Linked DNA regions of Arabidopsis thaliana: region 1 is linked to region 2. Evidence: chromatin contacts called from public capture Hi-C data. All regions are on one chromosome and are shown on one strand. The core of a region is the stretch at or near the end of the contact, and the rest is flanking DNA. Distances in the headings are between cores, read along the strand shown. Region 1 holds the start of AT1G64600 (copper ion binding / methyltransferase). Region 2 holds the start of AT1G08667 (a long non-coding RNA gene).

Region 1 (2,989 bases), core at 9-2,508, 140 kb before region 2:
AAATGCACAGTGCACACAGAGATAACATGTGAGGAGAAGTACACGTTCTAGTATAAAAAGAAGTCATTGAGGAGAATGAAAGATGAAAAAACTCAAAGACATACCAAGAGATCATCTGTAAGGTCCCAGAGCTGGCGAACCACAGTAATCCTGTCTTTCAGAGATGGTATCTCCCCTAACACATAGGACTTAACCACAACAGAATTTTTTTTGGAAAACATGCTCAGTAAAAAAACAAACTTGTAAACAAGAATCATAGCTAATGCGAGTGATAAAAGAGATAACCCACAGCGATGACAAGATCATGTTTCCTCTCAGACTTTTTGTTGATCTCTTTATTAAGAGCTAGCAGGCTAGTATACCCATGGATCAGAGGCAAATCCTTAAGGCCTATCATATTCACAACAATGGCAAAGATCAGAATCAATCACTACACTCAAGTGTTTAGCCAGAGACTATCAAAGTGAAATTACCCTGGATTAAGTTACGTCCTGCACGCTGCATTGATTGAGATGGTTCCACTATATTTACTTTCTCCACAGACTTAGGCCAAACCTCTTTAACCGCCCTGCAAGATGTTACAACGAATCAATAATCAAAATAAAACTACCAAAGATAACAGGGAAACATCTATCTCCTCACCAGAAACCTGAACCAGTGCCAGCACCAAAATCCAGCACTCTTGTAGGCGTAAAACCTGGTACTCTTCGACGAATCTATATAAGAATTTAACAAATCTCAAGCTCAATTCTCTACACAACTATCCCAAATGGTATCACCAATGAGAAAGTACCTCGATGAGGACTCTATAGCAGACGGAAAAGACGGCAGGCATACGAGAAGCAATGTAAGCAGCAGTCTCACCGTCTCTGTATTGGAGACCGCTATCTCCATAAACGGTTTGTATCTTCCATCGTTTGGTCTCTAGCGAGTTCATAGAATCAGCCAGACTCTTGGCCGTGGTTTCAGGTAACTGAAGATTGGTGTCCTTGATCTCTTGGAATGATTCCGATAACTGACGCACCTTCTTCCTAATGTGAGGATCATCTTCCTCGCGGAGATATTTCTTAATAGCGCGGCGGAGACGGACGGGGACGACTAGGCAGCGGAGACACTGTTTCGATGCAGATCTTAGGGTTTCTACAGTGAAGACTTTCTGGGCATTCGCCATTTTCAGCCGGAGCTTGAACTGAAATGGAAGTTGCAGGAGGAGCCGAGAGGTTTTAGCCTCCGAGGAGGGTCTAGGGCTTAGCGTTATGGGCCTTTCAAAGAGCCAAATGTTTCTATAATGGGCCTAATGAGGCCTTTATTATAGCAGTGATTAGTGATTATTCGAGATCCATTTGACGAGTTGTTGACAAATCGAAATTTGGTATGTATTTTGAAAAGGAACCAAATTAGGCTTGTGGATAGGATTTCATTTCATTCTTTGGAGGAGGGTCTAGGGCTTAGCGTGATGGGCCTTTGAAAGACCAAATGATTATTTAATGGGCCTAAAAGCCCTTTATTATAGCAGTGACTAGCATTATTGGCCCATTTGAAGAGTGGTTGCTAATATTGCAAAGGAACCATATTTGGATTGTGTGGATGGATATGATTTCATTTCAGTGATCAACAGAAATAAACAAATTTTTATAAGAGTATCAAGATCAAGATTATGAAATTCTGTGATGTTTTTGATTGATATATGTATATATTACATAACAAGGACCTAGCTAGCTAGGATTACAAAACCCTACAAGCTAAGTAATATATATATATATATATATTAGCAATAATGTCAAACCATAACCACATATTAAATATAGGGAGGCTTGCTATATGCACACGTAACACAACTACACACACACATCCCATTTCATCTATAGTATATATTTCTATAACTATATATATTATAAAGCTAATTATATTACTATATATAGGGCTTAAGATTTACACGTAGAAAATAGCTAGGATGGTTTGTTGGTTAAAAGGAGGTATGAGAAAGATTGGTAGTGGAATTAGGTGGAGAAACCAACAAGTCAGAAGCAGTCCAGAGTCTCTGAGCTTTGAGATTGCATGACCCGGATTTAGATGACCTAGCTTCGTTGCAGTCGGAGAAGTACTTGCCACACACGTTCCTCAATCTTGGACTTGTTGCCACGTAACATGTCGTAGCTGCTGCCTGAGGAACAGACTTCAATAGCTTGGATGTCAAGAAAAACACTAAATCAGTGACGACGCCTTCTCGATCTCTTGTGAGACGGGTTTTCACGATACCAGGATGAACACAATTGGCCGTCACATTCGCATCCATTTTCTGCATATATATTGTAGTTTATTATTAGAAATGAGGAGATAAATTGTTACTTCCTACCAAATAGTTAAATTTGTATAATAACGTACATGGAGAAGCCGTGATAGCTCAACAGTGTGGAGCACGTTGGCGAGCTTGGAGAGAGCGTAGGCTCGAGTCGCGTCGTAATTTCTGTAAAACGCAAAGTTAAAGCTATAATTAGTGGGTCAAACTCAAGTCACAAAGTATAAACTATTATTATTCTCTCTGAAAATATGATTTTAAATAAAGGAAAAAGACGAGAGGACGACGGCGTTTATTTTTGTCGTCGCATCACCTTTTTGTTGTACTTATTATTAAACAATGATTAATTATTCGCTATATGATTGGAATGATATTTTCTAGCTTATACTAATTAAAAATTACCTATTGTTTCGTGAGATATCGGCGAGATATTGCAACATATCACCGGAAAACCAGCTATGGACGACGGACGTGACGTTGACGATACGGCCTTGCACGCCGGTTTGTGCCGCCGTTTCAATCATCTTCTTTAACAGCAGTTTAGTCAGCAGAAAATGGCCTAAACACACCATGAATTACTATTAGAGAACATATAAATCAATGAATGATATATTATAAGTCAATGATGGATTTATGAAAACTTAATTACCGAGATAATTAGTAGCGAAGGTCATCTCCACACCGTCCTCA
Region 2 (3,001 bases), core at 355-2,854:
CAACATAATCTTACGTTGTTGTATTCATAGGCATCTTTAACCTATCTTTTCATTTTCTGATCTCGATCGTTTTCGATCCAACAAAATGAGTCTACCGGTGAGGAACCAAGAGGTGATTATGCAGATTCCTTCTTCTTCTCAGTTTCCAGCAACATCGAGTCCGGAAAACACCAATCAAGTGAAGGATGAGCCAAATTTGTTTAGACGTGTTATGAATTTGCTTTTACGTCGTAGTTATTGAAAAAGCTGATTTATCGCATGATTCAGAACGAGAAGTTGAAGGCAAATAACTAAAGAAGTCTTTTATATGTATACAATAATTGTTTTTAAATCAAATCCTAATTAAAAAAATATATTCATTATGACTTTCATGTTTTTAATGTAATTTATTCCTATATCTATAATGATTTTGTTGTGAAGAGCGTTTTCATTTGCTATAGAACAAGGAGAATAGTTCCAGGAAATATTCGACTTGATTTAATTATAGTGTAAACATGCTGAACACTGAAAATTACTTTTTCAATAAACGAAAAATATAATATACATTACAAAACTTATGTGAATAAAGCATGAAACTTAATATACGTTCCCTTTATCATTTTACTTCAAAGAAAATAAACAGAAATGTAACTTTCACATGTAAATCTAATTCTTAAATTTAAAAAATAATATTTATATATTTATATGAAAATAACGAACCGGATGAAAAATAAATTTTATATATTTATATCATCTCCAAATCTAGTTTGGTTCAGGGGCTTACCGAACCGGATTGAACTTCTCATATACAAAAATTAGCAACACAAAATGTCTCCGGTATAAATACTAACATTTATAACCCGAACCGGTTTAGCTTCCTGTTATATCTTTTTAAAAAAGATCTCTGACAAAGATTCCTTTCCTGGAAATTTACCGGTTTTGGTGAAATGTAAACCGTGGGACGAGGATGCTTCTTCATATCTCACCACCACTCTCGTTGACTTGACTTGGCTCTGCTCGTCAATGGTTATCTTCGATCTTTAACCAAATCCAGTTGATAAGGTCTCTTCGTTGATTAGCAGAGATCTCTTTAATTTGTGAATTTCAATTCATCGGAACCTGTTGATGGACACCACCATTGATGGATTCGCCGATTCTTATGAAATCAGCAGCACTAGTTTCGTCGCTACCGATAACACCGACTCCTCTATTGTTTATCTGGCCGCCGAACAAGTACTCACCGGACCTGATGTATCTGCTCTGCAATTGCTCTCCAACAGCTTCGAATCCGTCTTTGACTCGCCGGATGATTTCTACAGCGACGCTAAGCTTGTTCTCTCCGACGGCCGGGAAGTTTCTTTCCACCGGTGCGTTTTGTCAGCGAGAAGCTCTTTCTTCAAGAGCGCTTTAGCCGCCGCTAAGAAGGAGAAAGACTCCAACAACACCGCCGCCGTGAAGCTCGAGCTTAAGGAGATTGCCAAGGATTACGAAGTCGGTTTCGATTCGGTTGTGACTGTTTTGGCTTATGTTTACAGCAGCAGAGTGAGACCGCCGCCTAAAGGAGTTTCTGAATGCGCAGACGAGAATTGCTGCCACGTGGCTTGCCGGCCGGCGGTGGATTTCATGTTGGAGGTTCTCTATTTGGCTTTCATCTTCAAGATCCCTGAATTAATTACTCTCTATCAGGTAAAACACCATCTGCATTAAGCTATGGTTACACATTCATGAATATGTTCTTACTTGAGTACTTGTATTTGTATTTCAGAGGCACTTATTGGACGTTGTAGACAAAGTTGTTATAGAGGACACATTGGTTATACTCAAGCTTGCTAATATATGTGGTAAAGCTTGTATGAAGCTATTGGATAGATGTAAAGAGATTATTGTCAAGTCTAATGTAGATATGGTTAGTCTTGAAAAGTCATTGCCGGAAGAGCTTGTTAAAGAGATAATTGATAGACGTAAAGAGCTTGGTTTGGAGGTACCTAAAGTAAAGAAACATGTCTCGAATGTACATAAGGCACTTGACTCGGATGATATTGAGTTAGTCAAGTTGCTTTTGAAAGAGGATCACACCAATCTAGATGATGCGTGTGCTCTTCATTTCGCTGTTGCATATTGCAATGTGAAGACCGCAACAGATCTTTTAAAACTTGATCTTGCCGATGTCAACCATAGGAATCCGAGGGGATATACGGTGCTTCATGTTGCTGCGATGCGGAAGGAGCCACAATTGATACTATCTCTATTGGAAAAAGGTGCAAGTGCATCAGAAGCAACTTTGGAAGGTAGAACCGCACTCATGATCGCAAAACAAGCCACTATGGCGGTTGAATGTAATAATATCCCGGAGCAATGCAAGCATTCTCTCAAAGGCCGACTATGTGTAGAAATACTAGAGCAAGAAGACAAACGAGAACAAATTCCTAGAGATGTTCCTCCCTCTTTTGCAGTGGCGGCCGATGAATTGAAGATGACGCTGCTCGATCTTGAAAATAGAGGTATCTATCAAGTCTTATTTCTTATATGTTTGAATTAAATTTATGTCCTCTCTATTAGGAAACTGAGTGAACTAATGATAACTATTCTTTGTGTCGTCCACTGTTTAGTTGCACTTGCTCAACGTCTTTTTCCAACGGAAGCACAAGCTGCAATGGAGATCGCCGAAATGAAGGGAACATGTGAGTTCATAGTGACTAGCCTCGAGCCTGACCGTCTCACTGGTACGAAGAGAACATCACCGGGTGTAAAGATAGCACCTTTCAGAATCCTAGAAGAGCATCAAAGTAGACTAAAAGCGCTTTCTAAAACCGGTATGGATTCTCACCCACTTCATCGGACTCCTTATCACAAAAAACAAAACTAAATGATCTTTAAACATGGTTTTGTTACTTGCTGTCTGACCTTGTTTTTTTATCATCAGTGGAACTCGGGAAACGATTCTTCCCGCGCTGTTCGGCAGTGCTCGACCAGATTATGAACTGTGAGGACTTGACTCAACTGGCTTGCGGAGAAGACGACA

Evidence for each region. Capture Hi-C pulls out chosen DNA fragments and counts their contacts.
Region 1: a contact with region 2 is called in a capture Hi-C map of seedling, with 2.2 times the contacts expected there.

What each region holds. Positions count from the first base shown.
Region 1 is chr1:23,994,178-23,997,166 of TAIR10.1, reverse strand. AT1G64600 (copper ion binding / methyltransferase) reads right to left here and starts at 1,258. Exons shown (of 11, transcript NM_105135.3): 1 at 794-1,258; 2 at 643-716; 3 at 474-568; 4 at 290-390; 5 at 105-188. The coding sequence starts at 1,171. It overlaps AT1G64590 (NAD(P)-binding Rossmann-fold superfamily protein), which reads right to left. Exons shown (of 6, transcript NM_105134.2): 3 at 2,949-2,989; 4 at 2,702-2,858; 5 at 2,386-2,467; 6 at 1,658-2,299. The coding sequence ends at 1,967.
Region 2 is chr1:23,853,511-23,856,511 of TAIR10.1, reverse strand. It overlaps AT1G08667 (a long non-coding RNA gene), which reads right to left and starts at 1,604. Exons shown (of 1, transcript NR_139474.1): 1 at 1,391-1,604. NPR1 (regulatory protein (NPR1)) reads left to right here and starts at 854. Exons shown (of 4, transcript NM_105102.3): 1 at 854-1,665; 2 at 1,745-2,480; 3 at 2,589-2,792; 4 at 2,903-3,001. The coding sequence starts at 1,105.